7 separate regions of the Mus musculus genome follow, and all the other regions are linked to region 2. The links are chromatin contacts, called in public Hi-C, HiCAR-type and promoter capture Hi-C maps. All regions are on one chromosome and are shown on one strand. Each heading gives the region's core, a stretch centred on a gene start, on an enhancer-like site or on the middle of the called end of the contact. The rest is flanking DNA. Distances are from core to core; before and after follow the strand shown.

Region 1 (2,984 bases), core at 164-2,663, 1.7 Mb before region 2:
CTAGTATAACTGAGGCCATAGGCAGGTCAGAGGGTCACAGCATCAGAGTGTCTTCCATTCAACAGCAGGCCTTTACATTGAGGAAAATTCCCCAGTGCTTTACTTAGGCAATTAAGAGGTTTCTTCTGCCTCCGTTTTTGAGCCAGGGTATTACTCCTTAGCTCTGGATGGACTGAACTCCGTAGGCCACGCTGGCCTTGAACTCAGAGGTATGCCTGCCTCTGCCTCCTATGTGTGAATCTAAGGTATGTAATGCCACACCCCACCCAATTAAGAGATGCTAAAAAGTGGAACTAGGGAAAGCTCTGAGCCAAGTGCTTGCTTAGCATGCGGAAAGATGCTGAGTTTGATTCGCAGCACACAACTTTTTAAAAAAATGAGAAAGCCTACCCTACACTTGAAAACACTTGCGCAGCCTAGTTGCTGGTACTTGCTTTTGTAGAACAGAATGGAGGTCACAAGTCAAAGGTTAAATGCCTTCCCAGCATACAGCTGGTTGTTGGTGGCAGAGTTGGTACTATCATGTCATTTGCATCCATGGCTGTACTCAAATTTATTCTGATTCCAAGTAATAAGGACTTTTTTTCTAACACATTCTAAATTGAGGTATAATTACATTTAAAAAAACAACAAAAAAAAAAGGAGCACAGAAAACTGTAGACCTTCATAAACTTCCACAAGATCTGCATTCCTCTATTTAATACCCTAAGTAAAACCCTGACTGTTGGCCAGGCATGGTAGCACCCATCTGTAACAGCAGTTTGGGGAAACTAGGATGGGAACATCACAGAGTTAGAGGCCAGCGGGGGGCCTCCTCCCAAAACATCACCAAACAAACAAACACTACCAACCAAGCAACGTGTGGTTTTGTTTTTCCTAGTGCAGGAGACTGAAAGTAGCAACTTGCACGCATTACCAAGTGCTGCCTCCCACCCACTGTCCCCAGTCTAAATAAATACTGACTAAAAAGGCTGCCTACTCCAGCTCTGAAGCGTCTCTGACTCATTTCTCTCTGTCCTTTGGGCTACAGGACCACCTGAAAATCATTTGGGATCTACTTGGATGGCTTTACAGGGAAACAGGCTGGTTCAGTTACAGACACAGCTAGTTTTAATTTCGGTTTTTTGGTTTTGCTTTTGTTTCTCAGGATAGAAGGTAGCCCTGAATGTCCTGGAACTAGCTCTGTAGACCAGGCTGGCCTTCAACTTTTATCAGCTGGAATTGAAGGCACGCACCAACACTGCCTAGCTTGCTTTTTTTTTTTTTTTTTTTTTTTTTAATGTTTTTAAAAAGATTTGTGTGTAAAGTCAAGGCAACTATGATTCTGCAAAATGAGGTATACAATGAACTATTCTGCTCAGAAAATACTTTCTCTCCTCGACCTCGGCCTCCCTGGCTCTGAGCTCAGGCACAGTCAGGATGGTGTGGCTGTACATCCGGAGCCTGCCTGGCTCTTTCTGAATCTAGCCACTCCCTTTGGTTAGCCAGCTCAGTGCCTTTGGGAAGGTTTGCTTGGGCTCCTGAACAAACACACACACACACACACACACACACACACACACACACACACACACACACACACACACACACACACACACACAGACACGATACACAAGTTCTGGTTTTATTGGTGGCAGGATGGCTGTTGTTTAGAAACTGGAAAACTCTGGCTTAGGAACCTTGTTCTAGGTCTGGGTGGAGGCAGCTTTCCAGCAGCCACAGACACAAGCAGGTCAGACAGGGGGCCTGCACCTCTCCAGCTGGCAACCAGGGCAGCCCCTTCTTCTCCACAGCAACTTCCTCAGTGAGCTCATGCCTGGCACTGGGGAATCCATAAAGCATGGCATTTGACGTGGCATCCCTCCATCCTGAAGAAGAACTATGTGCGCACACAGGTGGTGGCAGACACGGCTGAATCAGATTAGGTTCTGAAAATTCTGAGGAAAACTCTCTCTCTCTCTCTCTCTCTCTCTCTCTCTCTCTCTCTCTCTCACACACACACACACACACACACACACACACACACGCAGAGTCATAACATTAGACCCTATTTAGGCACACACGTAAATGTAATCTTTCCTCCAGAGCCAAATTTGCCTTTTTTTTTTTTAGTTGAAGACACAATTTTGTGGAATTACGCATGGGTTAGAGTTGCTGTTCCAATTCCTGTGCAGCTTCATTTCTGAGGGGCTTCTAGTTTTTCTACAGTTTAAAATATAAAATCCTTCACATTAATTAAAAAAGACCCCTGGGTGGGGTAGCACTGGTGGTTGGGCTGGAGCATTTGCCTACCATATGGAAGGCCCTTCCTAGTTTCTCTGATGAGATGGGGCAAAGGGTCCTGCTGGCCGTCCTGTTCCTGGTGGTGGTCTATGGGCACCAGTGGAGTGGATGGATGGGGAGTGGGGACACGCATGAATGTCCTCATATTCTCTGATTTTACCAAAGAAACCAGGTTTGCTGCAGCCAGGGCCCAGAGAGGACACAGGAGGGACACAGGTCAAATGATAATCAGAGCCACCTTTTCTCTAGAGGTCTTCATGGGTTTGGCCCAAGGCTCACACTGGACAATGTTGCCTGACTGAGGATAAACAGGATACGTGGGATAACTTATGGAGAGGGCTGCTTTCTGGCTTGGGATTTTAGGAAGATAAGGAGTTCCAGGGCAGCCTAGGTTTCAGAAGACACAGTCTGAGACCAAGCAAGCAAGCAAGCAAGCACTTGCCAGGATTACAGAGATGTGATGTTAAGGCATACATACAATTCTAAACTTTTCTTTTTTGGGGCTTTATGAGACAGGGTTTCTCTGTCTCTGACAGACAGCTTTGGCTGACATGGAACTCCAAGTGTTGGCATTAGAGGCATGCACCCCAACCCCCCAGTGTAAACTTGGGTTTTAAGAGCATAAACTAGGATGCAGGCTGTTGGATGTTTAAATACCACCTTTAGCGCTTTGAGACAGTAAGTGAAGCTCAAGGGAAGTT
Region 2 (3,208 bases), core at 481-2,980:
TTCGGCCATTTTTAGTGAGCACAGAATGTTGAAATCATCACCTAACCTCATGAGCTATTTTCCCTTTGAGTTTTTGTCAATTTGACAGTTAGGTACTTTGAAGTTTTGTCTTTGAGTATCTAAATATTCAGGGATGTTATGTCTCCTGGCTGATGACACCTCCTTGATCTTGGAGCCCGGAGGGATGGGTCTCACGAGGTAGAATGCTTGCCCAGAATACATGAAGCCTTGGGTTCGCACCACAGCATGACACAAACCTGGTGTTAAGGGCACATCAGTTATTTCAAGTACTGGGGAAACAGAGGCGGGAAGCAGAGTAATCCTTGCCACTTGGTGAGTGAGAAGCCAGCCCGGGGTACCCGAAACCCTGTATCCAAAACAGAAATCCTCGACCTTTATGTCATTATGTCGTCGTCGTCGTTGTTGTTATTTTAACTCTATTTTCTCTGATAATAATATAGTAACACTCAGAGACACAAACTGCGAGGCTTCAAGCAGTCTCAAAGACCAATGTACAGAAAGACCTAAAAAACGGACCTGGACGTCCAGAACAGGGATATTCACACCCTCATTCTAAACCTAAAGGCAATGGCAGGTGCTGGAGCAGCACTGTAATCTACTCTGACTTGGGTTTAGGGCCAGATAGAGGGTGAGGGAGGAGGATCGCGAGTTTAAGGCCAGCCTGGGTTATTAGGAGCCTGTGACTCAAAACCAAAATGAACAACACTTAGTTTGGAGCGACTTCTGGCCGCCTAGATACACCTATCCCCGCTCCACAGCCTTAAGGAAGAGAGCATCTAGGTGCTTCTGTTCACAAGATTCCTCACTGCTGTTGCTGCCCCTGGCCCATCATACATAGTAGCCAATGGTGATACCCGGAGGTAGGTGCGGCAGAATTCTCAGCCAACCAGAACGCAGCGGTCCCTGACAACCACACCCCCCACTCCGCTATTGGATTAGGCTGCCGATCTGGTTGGCTCGGCCCACAGAACCTCTCCTTGCTAGTGGGGTGCGCTCGTGTTGCCCGCACACACTAGCCCTAAGCAGCTTGCTTTTGTTTCCGTAAGCTCCCCTCGCAGGCTGGCGGAGTCCAGAATCCCAAGAGTCAGTCCCACCAGCAGAGCCCGCCTCTTGCTTCAGCATCCGAGTCCCATAGGCTGACTGGGCTGCGGGCGACGTTCCGATTGGAAAGAGAGCTGTCCGTCAAGCATACGCTCCGCCCTGCCCCTATAATTGAATAAAAGAGCGTGAAGTTGTCTCAATACTGGGGACGCGAGTTCATTGGTTCGGCATTCTCTCATTCCAGCAAAGACCGGAACAGGAGTGAGGTTTCGGTTAGAAACAGGGAGATGTCAGTCAAGGGATGAGCAGTGGCTTTCGCCAATTAGCGCACACTATCTGCGGAGGCTCCACCAGAATGGGGCGGGACATAAGGGAGAGCCTACTCTTGATTGGGTGAGAGGGACTAGGTCCCGCCCCCTCGACCTAGTAGATTTCCAGGCCGCGCCCCCTTCAGCCGGTAGCCCTTGGTACGCGAAGTGGGCCGGTCTGGCCCCACTTCACAGCCGATCCTGGCTGCGTCCGGTGGAAGGACGCGCAGATTCCACAGAGTTCCGGGAGAGTCCCGCGCTATCCTTACGGTGAGGGAACGCAGCGTGTGGCTGCCATTGGCACTCCGGGGAGTCAATACGGCCGTGAAACCGGAAGTGTCCCGGGGAGGCGTCGCTTCCGGAAGTGTGGCAAGTCCCCACCACACCAGGAAGTGTGGTGCGGCAGCGGCTCCTCAAAGTGTTGCTGTCCACCCAGTTGAGATAAGAGGTTGAAACAGGTGTTGATGTACCGTGTTGGCAGAAGCCCAGCGGAGCGTCACCCATCCGAAAGTGCCGGAGGGTGCAAGTATTTGGTCATGGTTTTGAATGTCGCGTCCTGTCGAAAACCGTAGGGGAAACCGCACTAGGAATGTATCCGGGGGGTCTGGCTCCCTGAAGGCTTGTAAGAAGTTTTCTGTTGCTGCCCATCACCCTCGATTCCCCTTCTCTCCAGGGATGTGCAGATGGAGGCCGGAGGAGATAATGCTGTCCCAGCCCCCGGGGGCGTGGAGGACTTGGTGGACACGCAGTTCCCCAGAGAGGAGGCTGGAGACAGTGAAAGGGTTCACGCAAGCACGCTGGATCCCGGAGATGGGGACCCGGAGGACACAGGTATAGCTTCCCTCAATAAAGCCTTGGAAGCAAACCCCCAGGGCTTGTCATTGCTAGCTGAGCGGGAAGAGATCAGTGGGAGACCAGTGGGCAGTCTTTGGGAACCCAAGAAAGTAGCTTGAGGCATAGCTCTCAGTCAGTCGTTGGACACAGACTTGCTGACTTAATTGAAATCGTTGAGAAATGACATAGAAGCCAATGGGTGTCAGCTGTTGTCCGGAAGGGGCAGCATTGTGCCTCTACAAATGTATTCTATGGTGGGTGGTGGTGGTGGTGGTGGTGGTGGTGGTGGTGATAGTGTCAAGGCTAGGAAGATGGACTGTGCTGGTTTGCCCGGAACAGTCCCATTTTAACAATGGTGTTCTCACATCCTGGGACACCCTTCTGTTGCAAGGAAATTAGAATGTACTTGACCTGAGTGTACCACCTTAAAGAAACAAAGGGGGCATAGTTGGGTCCCAAAAGGGTTGTCTTGATGGGAGTTCCTTGATGGGAATTGAGACGTGTTGCTTGGGTATTTGGGAACATGGGAATATCGGTACGCAATTAAGAACATAGGAAAACACTTGAGGGTGAAAAAATCAGATGGGGTTGCAAATGGATGATTGTCCTTGGGTGAGTCAGTAGACATCAGAGGCGGTGGGAAGAAAGCAAGGGGCTTCATTATGGGATTTAAAGTGATAACTCTGGGCGGAAAACTGTGGGAACCGTGAAAACCTTGTGGGTTAGTGATTGTTAATGGTGGCCATTGGTGGAGTGGGGGCCCAGACCTGGAGGAAAATAAGAACTGTCATGTAAAGGTTATTGAAGACTAAGGTGTCTGGGATGCTCATGGATGCTCTTATGTGTTTGCTTGGGTGTTAATGTAGCAGCAGAGGGAATTGGGGGGGGGGGGTGGCTGAAGGCTAGGAGTCCTGTCGATCTGGGTGTCAGTGGCGGCTGTCATGGGAAAAATAAGGACCACCACTGGGAGTCTGGTTAGCCTGGAGAGTCACCGGGCATCAGCA
Region 3 (2,953 bases), core at 237-2,736, 1.6 Mb before region 2:
TTCTATGTTTTACACTGTCCTCTCAGATTTCAGCTTGCTTTGGGCATGTTAGCACCTTACAAGGTTTCTTTTGAGACAAATGTTCTTTTCCTCCGTTTCTAATCTACCTCACTCCAGCAAATTTCCAAAGTCTCTCACTGAAAGCTCTCACAGCAGCTGTGTTTAAGGGTGTGGGCATGGAGTTATACTTTCTAGGTTTCAATCTCAGTTTTAATACAGATGAACTGTGTGATTCCTGGGTAATTAGTTTTCACATCTGTTAAAACATGACTAATAGTATTTAACATTTTTTTTTCTAGACAGGGCTTTTCTGTGTAACAGTCCTGGCTGTCCTAGGACTTGCTCTGTAGACCTGGGTGCCCTGGAACGCACAGAGATCACCTGCCTCTGCCTCCTTTGTGCTAGGATTAAAGGCACGTGCCACCTAGCTAGTATTTAACATCTCTTATAAATACTTAAAAAGGCAAATGTCTATATACTGTGATTAGCATTCAGAAGATACAACATTTGGTGATCTGGGAAATTTGTATTGGTGGCAGAAGAGAAGCAATGTAACGGGCACACCAAGCCACTTCCATACAACCTAACAGAACATTATGCAGATCAGATCTGAAAGAGGCCTACAGTTGGCAGAAGAAATTCTCTCACTCTTGGCTGTTAGCGCTCACTGGATATAGCTCGACTTCAGTCGATTATATAAAAAGCTCCGTAGATGAGCTCACGCGATGGCTAGAGATGGCAGAGCATTTGTAGAATAAACAACAGAATTGTTTTTTTTGTTAGTTTGTTTTTTTTCTGAGCTCTGATGCGATGTTTTGGCAAGGTATTTCTAAGACTTCTGCAAAATGCAGGCACATTTTGCAGTAAATGGTAATGACTATTCTGGCAGGGGCTGACAGAGATTGTAACTTTCAAGTCTAACGCAGAGAAGTCTTGTATTTCTAGAAGGAATCCCAGAATCCTGTTAGTTCCTGATAGGCATCACAGAAGTTTATTTTATGAAGGTAGCCATCTGCCATTAAATTCGAGGTACACATTAGAACTACAAAACAAGGGGACGAAGCGGTCCAAACTACATCACGTCATTCACGCAGTTGTCGAACGTTTCGATATTTTGGGTCCGCTGTAATTCATCTCTACAACCCCAGGGCTCCTTCATACGAAGCAGCTCACAACAGGTATTGCTTTGGCTAAAAATAACAGTGCAAAGGTTGAAAAAACAAACAAACACTTCTTTTCCCACCCTTCCTACCGCAGGGCTGGAGAGCCTAGCAGGGCTGAGACCCCTCCCCGTGGGAGCAGTGGACACAGGTCCTCACAGTCTCCCCCCACCGCCCTCCCCTCGGCCAACTGTGTAGAGCTAACCCCGAGACGCCGATCCGGAGTCCCTCACACCCTATTATCCACGCGCCGCAACCTCCACGCGATGCCCCTCTACCGCCACGCTCGTTTAACCAGGTTGCGCAGCGGAAGTGACGCCCTAGAGGGCCGCTCCGGTCAAGCTCTGCCCGCAAAGCACGCTGGTCTTTGTAGTCTGTGGGAACGGTGCAAAGGGGAGGAAGCCGCCTCCGCAGCAAAGACCGACTTAGCTCGCATCTCATCAAAATTTTGAACAGAACTATAAGCAGATCCTCTGACAGTTTCTCACCTCAGTCATGGGCTTGGATGACCTGGCCCTCACTCATTTCTCTCATAACCCATTGTTATTCTTCAAATCGTTTCTTTTTTTTTTTTTTTTTTTTTCGAGACAGGGTTTCTCTGTGTAGCCCTGGCTGTCCTGGAACTTACTCTGTAGACCAGGCTGGCCTCGAACTCAGAAATCCACCTGCCTCTGCCTCCGGAGTGCTGGGATTAAAGGCATGAGCCACCACTGCCCGGCTCTTCAAATACAGTCTTATGGACATATATGCATGTATATATTTTAAAAGATTTATGTGCGTGTGCCTGTATCAATTGTCAATTTGTGCACATATGTGCATGCAAATGCCCAAGGCAGCTAGAAAAGGGTATTGGGAACTGGATCACGGTTGCAAGCTGCCTGACACACGGGTGCTGGGTACTGAAGCCTGGTCCTCTGTAAGAGCATCAATCCCTTGCAGCACTGAGCCATGTCTCCTGTACTGCAGTCTAAGTCTGCCTCCAGCCAAAAGGAACCTGCACTGGATCTGGTCTGGTTCTCCCTCAACTCTGCACTCAAGCCCTAAAGAAAATAAAAGGGATTTTTATGGAAGAAGTGACTTGACTTTTGTTCTCTGGTTGTTTCCAGTATTTCAGCACAATGGCTCATACTGAATAGACAGACATTAATATACATTTATTAGAGATTCTGACTGCAGGTGGGGCCGAGAAGTTGGCTTAGGAGTTAAGAGCACACCCTGCTCCCATGGGGCTGACCTTCGTTTTTCAGCCTCCGTGCTGGGCAGCTTACAGTGCCTGTAACTCTGGCTCTAAGGGACCCAACATCTCTGGCCTCAGGGCACCTGCACTCTAAATGCACACACACACACACACACACACACACACAATTGATAATAAAAATAAATCTTAAAAAGAATACAATGACAGAGCTCTAATTAGACCACTCATCAGACCAGCAGCCCGGGGGAGAAAAAGTAACACTGCATGGGTAAAGAGAGAAATGATTTATTTGGTAACGAGGAATAAAAAGAACTTCTTTAGTTCTTCTCTCTTGTGGAGGTTGGACTGCAGTGGCCAGATGGACGGCGCCACACAGGAATCGCTCCCTCAGACCAGATCTGCTGAGATGCAGACACCATAGTTGCATGTGCCTTCTAGACAGAGGGGCTGGCCTCTGTGCTCTCTGGGGTTTCAGTGGTCGCTGCAGTTTCCTTCTTGTCCTCTGGCTTCATGGCAGGAAACAGAAGTACTTCCTAGAGAAGAGGAAAGAGAAGCACTTCCTGAGAAGAGCAGAGCATCTGCCGAGGTTCAGAAG
Region 4 (2,931 bases), core at 291-2,790, 2.0 Mb before region 2:
ATCCCAGGCTAGCCTAGAACTCACTGTGTAGCAGCCCAGGTTGGTATCACACTCATAGCAGTGACCCTGCCTCAGTCTCCCAAGTGCTGAGATTAGAGAGATTAGAGATTACTCCCCCTCTATGTGAGGGGCAGTCTCCCATAGCCCAGATCAGCCTTCACCTACTCCTGCTGCTCTACTTCTGAGCACTGGGATCAATTCTATCCCCGTTCCTTTCCTTCCTGACCCCCCCATGCCTCAGAAATAGTTTTGTGTATATTTTATGCAAAGTTAAAATTATCATCAACAACAAATTTTTACGATTTTATGTGCATGAGTGTTTTGACTATTATATGTATGGATGTGCACCATATGCATGCAGCTATGCAGTGTTCATAATCACGGTCAAAACAGAAATAAAATCATACTGAGCATGGTACCGTTCGCCTGTTAGGAGACATTTCATGAGTCTAACCATCTCAGAAACAAGTTCCATCTTGCTGGCAGGGCCAAAACTGAGTTCATGTTCCCAGATCCCAGAATCAACTCCTATCCTGCTTCTTCAGGTGTTTCATGTCTGTGTGTTAACCAGTAATGGATATAAAAAGGGGGTTTTGCCATTATCCCATTATCTAACTAAGGCATGCAAATAGTAAGTGTATTTATTTCCTGTCGTGATTTAACGGACTACGTGCAGTTCCCTTATCATTCTAAATGCCAGGTCAGAGTCCAGGAGGGGACTTGACTGCAAAAGCTGACTCAGGACATTGAAACCAGGATAAGGCACAACCACCAATGTTAAACTTCCTTAACTCCTTGTGTCAAAATATGATTAGTCACTGCAACAGCCCCTCCCCGCCCCCCTTTGTGTTCCCATCCTGCAGTGCAGTCTCCCTTGGGGGACGAGGTTCAGATCCAGAACTGGCTGCCCCATACAGAAAATGAAGCTTTCATTTTGAAGCTTTTGTATCTGAAGTGAGTTTACTTAGCTTCCTCCCCTCTCCAGAACCCAGTAAGCAGGGAGCTGAAACAGGAAGATCATTAGTTTGAAGCCAGCCTAGGCTTGACAAGACCCTGTCTCAAACCAACAAACATGGGGTTATTTGTGCCAGTGCTTCCAAAAGTAACTGTAGAGCCGAGAGGTTAAGGAAAATGGTGGTAGTGGTAATGTGTGTGTCTGGGTGGGTGTAACACGGGGATCTCACTTTGTAGCCTTGACTGGACTGAGACTTTCTAAGTCTTCCAACTCCCAGGGATCTCTGCTTGCTTCTACTTCTCACTAGCTTGAATTAAAGGCGTGCACTACCACACCCAGAAAGGTGTGTGCTTCCAGTGCGGTTGAGATTTGCTTTAACGCACATATTTTGTTGTTGAAAGTTTTAATCAGTTACTCCAAATCCGGGTTTTTAACAGCACAGGAAGATGAAAGGGACCGTAACACAAACCAGACTGTTAACTTGGAAAAAACGGTCCCTACCCAACTAATAATGCGTACGTTTCCCAGAGTTCCTAGCAGCGCGGCTCAGAGGCATTATGGGAATTGTAGTCCTACACCTCAGCGTCACAGCTCCGAGGACTCTGGGAACGGCCGCTCGCTCCACAAGGTGCACGCTTGCGCAAAAGCGCTAGCGCTCGCCCTTCCCCCACCTGCAGTCGCGAGTGGGTGACAAGAGCCCCCTTCTCCGCGAGCCTCGTGACCCGGAACCGCGAGTGGAGGCTAGACCCCTCCAGGTATGTCTGCAAGGCCGGGATGCGCGGGCCCGGGAGGAAGGTCGCGTCTGCGCCGGAGTGGGAGTCTCAACTTCGACGCCTTGCGGGCCGCGGCGACCCCTGGGCGTAGGGTCGGGCCTCGAGCTCTTCTGAGAGTCGGTCCCTATGGGCTGTTCGCGGTCGGCGTGTGTGGGGTCGGAGGAGGACGGGCAGCTCCCGGGCTCAGCCTCCCTTTGGGGGGAGACGCGCCACTGCTGGCCGTCGCGGGGCTCAGGCCGCGCGGGGGCGAGTCTGGAAGCCTGGCGGGCGGGCGCGCGCTTGACCCTCCACGAGGGTGTGGGGGCGGGGCTCACGGTGCTAGCCACGCCCCCACGGTGGCTTTGCGGGCTCCTGGAACCTCCTTGTTCCTGGTGTCTGGTGTTTCCAGTTATATTGTCACGGAATTATCACGTCTATCCCGTTACTTCCGGTTTGAGCGTCAGTATAACAGATTTTTCTTTTTCTTTTTTTTTTTCCTAACATTGGCTTTTCTTTTTTTCTAATATTGACTTTTCTGTTTAGCTTGGGTAAAAGTTTTCATATAAGTATGTTGCCGAGGTCCAGCCTCAGCTTGAGGTGAGGATGGTCCTGAGAAAGGGGTGAGTGGGAGTGGTGCTGACTGAATAATATATGAGTCAGTAGTGGATACAAGCTGTCAGTTCATGTGTTCTCTTGTCAGAAACTGAACCCAGTCTTTTATTTACTAAAGATTTATTCATTAAATCTTTTTACCGCTGTTAATCATTTTCTAAAAAAAAAAATCCATGGTTACATAAATTCCAGTAATCCCGAACCTCCAACCCCCGTTTCTTTGAAATGAAAGCTAAGCAAAAGTACATTTCCTTATCTCTTAAACACAGTGTTCTCTTCACGGGCAGCAGGGCACAGTTCTTGTGGTTTCTTATTGTTTGAACACAGTCTGTTCTTCACGGCAGCTGGGCATAGCTTTTGCGGTTTCCTGGCACAGCAGACAGTCATTAAAGTGGCTATAAGAACAGAAAAGTGACAGACTACTGAGGTTAAAATGATTTCTTGCCGGGCATGGTGGCGCACGCCTTTAATCCCAGCACTTGGGAGGCAGAGGCAGGCGGATTTCTACAAAGTGAGTTCCAGGACAGCCAGGGCTACACAGAGAAACACTGTCTCCAAAAAAAAAAAAAAAAAAAAAAAAAAAAAAAAAAAAAAAAAAAAAAATCTCTTACT
Region 5 (3,050 bases), core at 32-2,531, 1.5 Mb before region 2:
GACCTCAGTGGTTACATAGACCTAATGGATGCCTTACTGAACAACACATATGATGCACGTGGACTATCTCCCTCATCTTAGACATTCCGTGACATACTATTAGTGTAAACAAATCACATGTCTTTAAGCAAAAAAAAAAAAAACAAAAAAACACAATGAGTCATTTTCTTCCGTAAATATTCTCTCTTAACTACCAGGCATGTTCAGCCTGTGGCCTAAGCATTCTGGGAGCTATGACTGTGACCGAACACAAGATCTTAAACTTACTTAAAACATTATGAGACTTTTTTTGCTATGTGATTTCTTAAAATGACTCTATTGTGTGCAAACTTTGTAGATGACAAAGTTGTGCCTCAAAGCCAAAAGGTTGGACACATTTAGAAGATCACACACCGTCTCAGATTTGTGAAAATGCTTCCATGCACTTAATCACTAGGCTTTTGAGAGAGAGAGAGACAGAGAGAGAGAAAGAGAGAGAGAGACAGACAGAGACAGAGAGGGGGAGGGGGAGGGGGAGAGACAGAGAGAGAGACAGAGAGGGAGACAGAGAGGGAGAGGGGGAGGGGAAGGGGGAGGGGGAGGGGAAGGGGAAGGGGGAGGGGAAGGGGAGAGGGGAAGGGGGAGGGGGAGGGGAGAGGGGAAGGGGGAGGGGAAGGGGAGAGGGGAAGGGGAAGGGGAAGGGGAAGGGGAGAGGGGGAGGGAGACAGAGAGGGAGAGGGGGAGGGGGAGAGAGAGAAAGAGAGAGAGAGACAGACAGAGAGGGGGAGGGGGAAGGGGAGAGGGAGAGTGCTATGGTGTGTGTTTGGGTAAAAGCCAACTTGGGAGTCAATTCTCCCCTCTACTGTGGATTCCTGGGATCAAGCTCAGGTTCTCAGGTTTGTACAGAAAGTGCGTGCCTTTACCTGCTGAGCCTTCTCACCAGCCAACCGACTAAGCTTTAATCAGATTTCTACTATGTGCAGGGGACAACAGTGAAGAAAATAGAAAGGATGTGTTGTGAGGTAGCTCCTTCAGAGAACTCACAGGCTCTTAAAAGCTCTCTAGAAGAGTCTATATTGTCAGCCAGCATGGCGAACTCACCCAAGTCACGCAGCCCCAAGGCTTGCTGTCCTTGGCTTTTTAAGCACAAAAACCACATCTTGGGGTTGACACACTTCAGTTAACAAGAACAGTTAGCGAGCAGTGGAACTACAGAAGCCAAAAGGCAAGGTTGGTACATTTAGGGACTTTCCCAGCTGAGTCCTGGGACTGCTGACTCGGCCTTTGTTTTTGTTTTGGCACACGGACTAGGTCTTTGTTCTGAATTTGGCACACGTTGCTGTCTGCGTGCTGGGTTCTGAGGCCACATGGCATCAGTTGTGCTAAGGTCTGGGGCCTGGTACAGATATGTGTGGTGTTTTTATTTGATCAAATTAAGTACTGGGAATCTCTTCTTTTCACATGATTGAGTCTTCTAATTGGGAGATCAACTAGTTTATTGAGTTCCCTCACATAGGGAGATCTGGAAATAACAACTCTAGCATAAAACATACTCAGGGTAAAGAAAGAGCAGAGCCTCACTGGTCACTGCCGTGGAGACTTCTGTTACTGTTTATTATGGGTTTCCTGCTTCTGTATTCTGGGATACTGTCATCTTGGAGATGTCAGAGCTCTGAGGAGATGATCTGATGTTTGTTTAAGACAGCACACCCGAGTGTAACTTCAAGAGAAACAGATACAGAAAAGTGACATGAAGAATAATATTCAGGACGCAGCAATTAGCAAATGACAAGTGGTGCCAGGCATCGTCACGAAGATGTGGTAAATGATGGACTAGGTGGGCTTTCAGTATCAGCGATGAAGAAATAGAGTCATATCCGTTACCCGTCTGACACCTATTTTGACTTTTCTGCTCAATGCACAGAAAACTTGACTCTCCTTTGAAGAGACCGCTGGTTGCAGCATGGAGAGATTATGGCGCTAAAATAGCCTGCAGTGTGGGAGATTTACCTGGGATTTGAGGGCATTAGTTAGGAAAGCTAGGGTTAAAAAGAAGAATGAGTTACTTAGGGAAGGACAACCTATTCTCCAATTCTCAGGGGCTTTTTTATTTTTTTTATTTTTTGGCTAGGCGGAACCCAGTTGTTCCGAGGCTTGTTTTTAAGGTGACATCGGAAGGGGATGGGTCTTGCTGTGCCAGCTCTTTTCCCCACCTCCGTGGGAGATCAATATGCCCGTGATTTAAAAACCGGCACTATCTGTTCTCAGAGCTAAGCTCTCCACATTATTGATTTCCCATGGGTTCTGGGCTTGGTTTCCTGAGATCCTGTCTTCTGTGGGTGGCTGTAATGCTTCTCTCTGACTGCTGAGGCGAGCTGTGACTTCCATGTCACTAAATGCAATGGGCCTTCTTTGGTCTATGCTTCCACCCCGCCTCGTCAAGCAGCCTTCGGCACCTAATTTCACCCTTAGAAGAGATGTCTTCATCCTAAAGCATCATCTCTCAATGGTCCCAATGGCGTGACGTCATTTTCACAATGTCCTTTCTGACTGGGGCTTCACGACTATCATCATGGCTGCAGCCTCTTCTCTGATTGCTCTGCTCATTTCCTTTGGTATAAATATATCAGCTAGAGTGTGTGTCAGTAAGGTGGCTCTACAGGTAAGGGTTTGCTGCCAAGCCTGACAACCTCACTGTAAGCCCTGGGACCATCATGGTGGAAGAGGAAAACCAATTTTTCCCAATGTCCTCTGACCTCCACGTGTGTTTTTACTCTCAGGAAACAGACAAATAACAGAAGTTAGAATGTATGAGGTTCATTTGGCACCCTGGAGCTCAATCTTGGCACTGGTCCTCTGCACCTTTTTACTACCTGCCTCCCTCGCTGTGTCCCAACCTAGTGTCCCAACCTCCCCTCGCTAGGTGTGTGTGTCACTCGTTCATTTTTTAATTGGTGAACTCCCTTGATTTTTATCCTGAAGTGGAAACATGAGGGTTCTTTGGAGAGTCAGTCGTTCAGATGGTGTTTTCCTGGGGCAAACACGTGAAGAAACGTTTGGCTGAAGTGGAC
Region 6 (2,915 bases), core at 92-2,591, 1.6 Mb before region 2:
CTGGTCTACAAAGTGAGTTCCAGGACAGCCAGGGCGCCAGGGCTACACAGAGAAATCCTGTCTCGAAAAACCAAAAAAAAAAAGAAAAGAAAGAAAGAAAAGTGACTTGAAAGCAGCAGTAAGGCTTCCTTAAATTACCTGAAAACTGAGGTACTTTCTTTCGCTTGTGACTCAAAATTCCAACTACTGATTTAATAAACTCACCCATCCTCCGCTAAGGAATCCACTAAACTGCTCACACAAAGGACAACCAACCAGGGAGCCTGCAACCCATAAATTTAAACATTTTCTTTAAAATCCTTCTAAACCACACAAAGCAGAAACACAGCCATAAAAAGGAAACCCAGTTATTATCTAGAAGGTTTCTGGTATTTCCCTCGGGGATCAATAAGGGGATTTATTTATTGCTAGGGTACTAACGAAAGCAGCCATGGTATGTGACAGCTTAAACTAGTTATTTCCTACAGCTTTGGAGGGTACTATGTAGTTCCAGGCACTAAGAAGACATTCAAGTCATTGCTAGTGTTCTGTGGGTCAAGTGGACTAGAGTGTAGTCCTAAAAGCAACCAGTTAAAGGGAGGGTAATCTTATCTGCCTACTCAATTCTGGGATTTGGAGTGTTTTACAAAGATACCCCCAGCAGTGCAAAGGGAGCCTGGTGTATCCCGCTAAATAAGGCCACTTGCTCCCGTGTCACAGATCCTTTGAGTGACACATATGGGTAGGTACACTATTGTTTCAGAACGTACCCCCTTTTAACACCCAAGGTGCAGAATAACCTTGGATAGGCCAAGGATAATGTAAAGGTTCTTCTTTTAAGAACAAAGATATTTAACCATTTTCCAGTCTATCCGTTGGGGGAGTGGTTCAATTAAAAGAGCATTTCTTAGAAGGTAGGGAAAAGTTAGTTTCACTTTTCTTTGCTACCATTCCCGGTTTCTGTGCTGGCTTTCCCTAGGTATGCTCGTCCCTACGGCTAGGACCAGGGAACCCATCAGCCACGCAGTTGATCCTCCTGGGGCATCCTGGAGGCTGTAGGTTCTACGGCACTGCATCTCTGTCCCAGCATGTGCTCACCCACCGGAAAAGACAAGAGGGACCCCAGGCACAGTCGCCTTGGCGGGAAAACTCCAGGCACTTCCCATCGGAACACTGCAACAAGAGACACTTAGAGATCTTCAACGACACTTACTTCTTGCTTAGTTTCTGCTCGCCATCCACTTTGACTTCACTCTCCTGCAGCGTGGCCATCTTCCCCACTGGCCCGACCCAGAAAAAAAAAAATTATGACTAGCGTAGAACTAGAACTTCCAGGTCGTGGCTCTAAGTCCTGCCTCTTCCGGGAAAGAGGGCGGGCCCTCGGCCGGACTCTCGCTGCGCAGGCGCAGTGCTGGGCTCCTCCGGCGGAGAGTCCGTCTTAGTGGTGTCGTTTCTGCGCTTTACTTGTACAGCGGGGCGACAGGTATGGCGGAGGCGATGGATCTGGGTAAAGACCCCAATGGGCCCACTCACTCCTCCACTCTGTTCGTGAGAGAAGACGGCAGCGCCATGTCGTTTTACGTGCGGCCCAGCTCGGCCAAGCGCCGGCTGTCGACGCTCATCCTGCACGGCGGCGGCACCGTGTGTCGGGTGCAGGAACCCGGAGCCGTGCTTCTCGCCCAGCCCGGGGAGGCGCTGGCCGAGGCTTCGGGCGACTTCATCTCCACGCAGTACATCCTAGACTGCGTGGATCGCAACGAGAAGCTGGACCTGGAGGCCTATCGGCTGGGCCTGACGGAGCAGGCGTCCGATCCGAAGCCCGGGGCTTCCACCGAGGGCTCCACGGAACCGGAGCCGCAGCCCCTGACCGGGCGCATCGCCTACACCGACGCGGAAGATGTGGCCATCCTGACCTACGTGAAGGAGAACGCCCGTTCGCCCAGCTCGGTCACAGGCAATGCCTTGTGGAAAGCGATGGAGAAGAGCTCGCTCACGCAGCACTCCTGGCAGTCGCTCAAGGACCGCTACCTCAAGCACCTACGGGGTCAGGAGCACAAGTACCTGCTCGGGAACGCCCCGGTCAGCCCGTCCTCCCAGAAGCTCAAACGGAAGGCGGAGCAGGACCCCGAGGCCGCGGATAGCGGAGGTGAGGCCGGCACCTTCGGGGCTCCGGGGGGCGGGGCTGCCTGCCTGTCAGCGAGCGTCTTTTTGGGCGCCGTGGGTGGCATAGCTCAGCCCCTCTTCTCTGTTGAGGTCCGAAGCGAAAGTGCACCGTTTCCTCTTATCCCTTGTTTTCTGGTTTTAATTTGTCTTTTCATTTAACTTTTCCTTCCCGTTGACTGGATGTTTGTTCGTTGATGGATTTGGGTTTGGGAGGGCGGGGAACTTGAGTCTCTTCGCTGTGTCGCCCAGGCTGTCCCCAAACTCTATGCCTGAAATATTCTCCTGCCTTCGGAGTGACTGAGACTACGGAACAGTAACTAGTTTACAAAAACGGCTCTGTGTTCAAAAGGAACACAGTACAGTATATATGGAAATCTTCTACCCTTCCTACCCACCATACCCAGGAGGTAACAGGGTAACCTGTTTCTGTTTTCAGAAATTTCAAAGATATTTTCCCTTCCCCCTTTTTCCTTCCTTCCTTCCTCCTCTCCTTTTCTCCTTTTCCTCCACCTCTTCTTGCGCCTCCTCCTCCTCCTCCTCCTCTTCTTCTCATCCTCCATCTTTTTTATTTGAGAAAAGGCCCCTGGCCGTTCATTTTAAGATATTGCCTATATTCTGGTCTTACTCAATATAAACTATGTGAATGGCATGGCAGGTCAGTTTACTTTCCGTATTTTGGCTTAACTGAATGTACTTCTATATAAAGAGGAAAGTTGCTTTGTGGTCTTCTTAGGTGAGGTGAATTTCTAAGCACTTGAGGTTAAGATCTGGCT
Region 7 (3,055 bases), core at 124-2,623, 1.8 Mb before region 2:
TCCACTTACAATCCCTAGCCCCGATTCAAGGGTCCACAATCGTCTATAATTCGACTTCCAGGGGATATTAATACCTATTCTAGGCTCTGAAGACACTAAATATACATGTAGATACATACAAATAGATGTGCATGTAGGCAAAACACTCACACACATAAATGTTTAAAAGATTTGTCTGGACCTCGCATAAGCTGGATTCTTAGTGTGCTCCTCTACCGCACCCCAAGAAAAAAAAGATAGCTAGGCCATTAAGAGTGTGCGCTTCAGCCGGGCGTGGTGGCGCATGCCTTTAATCCCAGCACTTGGGAGGCAGAGGCAGGTGGATTCGAGGCCAGCCTGGTCTACAAAGTGAGTTCCAGGACAGCCAGGGCTATAGAGAAACCCTGTCTCAAAAAAAAAAAAAAAAAAAAAAAAAAAAAAAAAAGAGTGTGCGCTTCATTCCAAAGGATCTGACTTTGGTTCCAGAGTCGGGCGGCTCACAACTGAGTGTAACTCCTTCACCTGGGGACCCGATACCCCCTTCTGTCCTCTTTGGCCACCTGAATGCACCGCCATACATACACAAAAATAATAAGGGGCTGGCGAGACGACTCAGCTCTACAACCACCTGTAACTCCAGTCCCAGAAGCCCTAGGCACACACATGATGTACAGAGACAGACAGACATTCAGGAAAAAACACTGATATACGTGCCATAAAATCTCTAAAAATAAAACTTTTGAAAAAGTTCTTAAAAGAGGACGATGGGTAGCTCCTGCAAAGAGGGAAAACACATTATCACATCAACTTTCTAACAAGCCGATCCCTTCCGAACCCAGAGGCGGACAATTGAGTTTCGGACGTGAAGGAAGCTGGCAATTCCCTAAAAACAATCTCCAATGTCCGGGTCGGCTTCCAGAACCAGCCGGTAGGTAGGTAGTACGCTCAGCCTGCGGGCTTCACGCGCCTGTTCCCGCGCTCCGAGGGGGCGGCGGCCCAGGACAGCAGCTATGCAGAACCGACACATGCGTGTTCCAGGCCGCCTGAGGGCCGGGGTCCTGATAACCCGAACTCCGGAGCCCACGGGCCGTGGGGACCTCGCGATCACGAGGCCCACGCCCTGGGGACCGTCCGGGAGAGTCTCGAGTGAGGTGTGAAGCGTGGAAACCACCCTCCTTTCGCCTCAGGCCGAATCGCTCACCGGACGGCAAGTAGTCCTCATCCTCGTCCGATGTGGAGAAGTCTTCGGAGTCGAATTCCTCCATGCTGCTGTCACTTGGGGCCTGCTACCCACACGACTGCGGCCACTGCCCCAAAATAGCGAAGCTAGATATAGGGCGAGACCATAGGGGTACAGGACCAGCAGCTAGGGCCGCCCTAGAGGCGAGCGCACATGCGCAGGCAGTGCCACGTGGTCAGAGACGACACTTCCGGCTGCTGCGATTGGTCAGTCTACACTCACCGGGCCCTTGTGGGATTCCGGACCCCCACCTCTCAGAAGCGATGCATGCTGGGGCTTGTAGTTTTCAACGGTACCGTGCGTCCTTAATGGAGAATGGCTTATCTGCGGAAATAGTACTTTCTCTTTATACTTGTCTTTTTATTTTGAAATTTGCTCACAAGCTAATATTTTTTCTAACTCTAAAATCAGAGATTAAAATGTCGCTCCCGGATATGCTCAGCGAGTAAAAACTGAAAGCTGAATAGATAGATGCTAAAGTTCCCATCAACTTTTGAGCAAGGCTGAGGCTCTGCCTTTTTGATTCAATTCTCTCGCTAGAATCGAATTCTTTAATGCAGTTTTTGTGCCTTTTCCCTGCATTTTTGTTTTTGTTTGTTTTTTTTTTTTTTCTGCCTAAAATTGCTCCCAAGAACACTACCGAAACTCTGTCTAATATTCTAAGCGCAAGAAGACTGCGACGCTCTTTCCTGAGAAACTCGGCCTGTTAAGTAAGCTACATTCAGGCCTGAGTTACAAGTACTGTTGGCAGTAAGTTCAGCATTAATGAATCAACAATCCGATAATCACTAAAAGACAAAAGGAAATCCGCTTATCTGTGAGGGAAGCCACTACACAAAGTGCTAGATTGACACTTTTGAAACAACGGGAAAGATGGATGGAAAAGCAGTTAAATTTGTGAGTATGTGAGGATTGGCGAGACGGCCCAAAGGTTAACAGTACTTGTTGCTTCTGCAGCAAAACTAGGTTTGGTTCCTAGCATCCCCAACATGGCGGTTCACTACCGCCCTGGTTCTGACCTCAATAGGCACCAGGCATGTATGTAGTACAGTGCAGCAAGCACCTTCACCCACTGAGCCATGCCCCTAGTCCCTCAGAAATCACCTTCTGCCGGGCGTGGTGGCGCACGCCTTTATATATATATATATATACACACATTTTTTTAAAACTGTGATGAGAATATAATGCATACTGTACTGAGAATAATCGAACTCTCGGAGCACATGAAGGAGGAAGATGAGGAAATCTTAGCAGAGAAATCCGTAGGAACAACCAATAGGAAATTTTAGCAGAGACATCGGGAGGACCAACCAATGCTCTGGATGAGTGGGTAAAACCTGGTGGGAGTTGACCAATGGGATGGCAATGGGAATCAGCCTAAGAGTTCACAGCCGTCAAAATATCAGTGTGGAATACATCTAAAGGGGGCTGGGGAAGGTGACGTAGAAGAATGTGACCCAATGCTTAATTGTGCCCTCAAATTTAAGCATGTCACCTCCTCTGGCCCTTATGCTGAGATGCTTAACAGAATGAGGCAGAAAGCCCTGTGTGGTGATGGCACACGATTTTAATTCCAACAATCAGGAGACAGAGACAGGGAGATCTCTGTGAGTTCAAGGCCAGCTTGATCTTCATAAAGTGTTCCAGGTCAGTCAACACTACATAGTAATACTCTTTTTTAGAGGGGCAGGGGTAGGATTTTTTGAGACAGGGTCTCTCTGTGCAGCTCTGGCTGTCCTGGAACTCACTATGTAAACCAGGCTGGCGGTGAACTGAAAGATCCGCCTGTCTCTGCCTCCTGAGTGTTGGGATTAAAGACTTGGGTTTGTGCCTCGC

What was found. Promoter capture Hi-C pulls out the DNA fragments that hold promoters and counts their contacts. Hi-C and Micro-C count contacts between places; a contact is called where the count stands out from the background. HiCAR-type assays count read pairs that join an accessible place to other places. Capture Hi-C pulls out chosen DNA fragments and counts their contacts.
Region 1: a contact with region 2 is called in a promoter capture Hi-C map of embryonic stem cells, with 5 times the contacts expected there. The contact joins the enhancer-like site here to the promoter of Mon1b in region 2. A contact is called at or near these places in 8 of 39 promoter capture datasets (the 3T3-L1 cell line, the C10 cell line, embryonic stem cells and 4 more), 1 of 484 Hi-C or Micro-C datasets (cortical neurons) and 2 of 115 datasets of contacts at active chromatin or transcription factors (embryonic stem cells and regulatory T cell precursor).
Region 3: a Hi-C map of B cells shows a contact between it and region 2, with 14 read pairs. The contact joins the promoter of Adat1 here to the promoter of Mon1b in region 2. A contact is called at or near these places in 10 of 39 promoter capture datasets (the 3T3-L1 cell line, the C10 cell line, cranial neural crest and 5 more), 1 of 484 Hi-C or Micro-C datasets (B cells), 11 of 115 datasets of contacts at active chromatin or transcription factors (astrocytes, cardiomyocytes, craniofacial prominence and 8 more) and 4 of 9 other capture datasets (adipose tissue, liver, macrophages and 1 more).
Region 4: a contact with region 2 is called in a HiCAR-type map of astrocytes, with 6 times the contacts expected there. The contact joins the promoter of Zfp1 here to the promoter of Mon1b in region 2. A contact is called at or near these places in 1 of 39 promoter capture datasets (pre-B cells), 1 of 115 datasets of contacts at active chromatin or transcription factors (astrocytes) and 2 of 9 other capture datasets (adipose tissue and liver).
Region 5: a contact with region 2 is called in a HiCAR-type map of astrocytes, with 7 times the contacts expected there. The contact joins the enhancer-like site here to the promoter of Mon1b in region 2. A contact is called at or near these places in 4 of 39 promoter capture datasets (the 3T3-L1 cell line, embryonic stem cells, hippocampal neurons and 1 more), 1 of 484 Hi-C or Micro-C datasets (Sertoli cells) and 9 of 115 datasets of contacts at active chromatin or transcription factors (astrocytes, embryonic forebrain, embryonic hindbrain and 5 more).
Region 6: a contact with region 2 is called in a promoter capture Hi-C map of liver, with 10 times the contacts expected there. The contact joins the promoter of Terf2ip here to the promoter of Mon1b in region 2. A contact is called at or near these places in 7 of 39 promoter capture datasets (cranial neural crest, embryonic stem cells, hematopoietic stem and progenitor cells and 4 more), 15 of 484 Hi-C or Micro-C datasets (B cells, CD4 T cells, CD8 T cells and 10 more), 24 of 115 datasets of contacts at active chromatin or transcription factors (SST interneurons, VIP interneurons, acute myeloid leukemia and 19 more) and 3 of 9 other capture datasets (adipose tissue, liver and macrophages).
Region 7: a contact with region 2 is called in a promoter capture Hi-C map of adipose tissue, with 4 times the contacts expected there. The contact joins the promoter of Cfdp1 here to the promoter of Mon1b in region 2. A contact is called at or near these places in 4 of 39 promoter capture datasets (embryonic stem cells, hippocampal neurons, liver and 1 more), 2 of 484 Hi-C or Micro-C datasets (CD4 T cells and olfactory sensory neurons), 8 of 115 datasets of contacts at active chromatin or transcription factors (the 230-238 cell line, double positive thymocytes, embryonic forebrain and 5 more) and 2 of 9 other capture datasets (adipose tissue and liver).

What each region holds. Positions count from the first base shown.
Region 1 is chr8:111,963,593-111,966,576 of GRCm38.p6, forward strand. It overlaps a transcript of Adat1 not described here. Among named protein-coding and RNA genes, the nearest start is that of Gabarapl2, 24 kb to the left of the region's middle. Within about 2 kb of position 1,414, at least 43 of the 459 cell types and tissues checked have an H3K27ac peak or open chromatin away from gene starts, as enhancers often do. A contact at or near this core is called in embryonic stem cells, where this site is marked.
Region 2 is chr8:113,634,069-113,637,276 of GRCm38.p6, forward strand. It overlaps Mon1b (MON1 homolog B, secretory traffciking associated), which reads left to right and starts at 1,731. Exons shown (of 5, transcript NM_173015.3): 1 at 1,731-2,201. The coding sequence starts at 2,054.
Region 3 is chr8:111,990,816-111,993,768 of GRCm38.p6, forward strand. It overlaps Adat1 (adenosine deaminase, tRNA-specific 1), which reads right to left and starts at 1,487. Exons shown (of 10, transcript NM_013925.5): 1 at 1,366-1,487. It overlaps Kars (lysyl-tRNA synthetase), which reads right to left. Exons shown (of 14, transcript NM_053092.3): 14 at 2,624-2,891. The coding sequence ends at 2,793.
Region 4 is chr8:111,641,903-111,644,833 of GRCm38.p6, forward strand. Zfp1 (zinc finger protein 1) reads left to right here and starts at 1,541. Exons shown (of 4, transcript NM_001037665.2): 1 at 1,541-1,710.
Region 5 is chr8:112,137,835-112,140,884 of GRCm38.p6, forward strand. No RefSeq gene overlaps it. Among named protein-coding and RNA genes, the nearest start is that of Gm22827, 77 kb to the left of the region's middle. Within about 2 kb of position 1,282, at least 17 of the 459 cell types and tissues checked have an H3K27ac peak or open chromatin away from gene starts, as enhancers often do. A contact at or near this core is called in astrocytes and stem cell-derived neural progenitor cells, where this site is marked.
Region 6 is chr8:112,010,018-112,012,932 of GRCm38.p6, forward strand. It overlaps Terf2ip (telomeric repeat binding factor 2, interacting protein), which reads left to right and starts at 1,342. Exons shown (of 3, transcript NM_020584.2): 1 at 1,342-2,125. The coding sequence starts at 1,465. It overlaps Kars (lysyl-tRNA synthetase), which reads right to left and starts at 1,337. Exons shown (of 14, transcript NM_053092.3): 1 at 1,193-1,337. The coding sequence starts at 1,251.
Region 7 is chr8:111,852,964-111,856,018 of GRCm38.p6, forward strand. It overlaps Cfdp1 (craniofacial development protein 1), which reads right to left and starts at 1,374. Exons shown (of 7, transcript NM_011801.2): 1 at 1,181-1,374. The coding sequence starts at 1,244.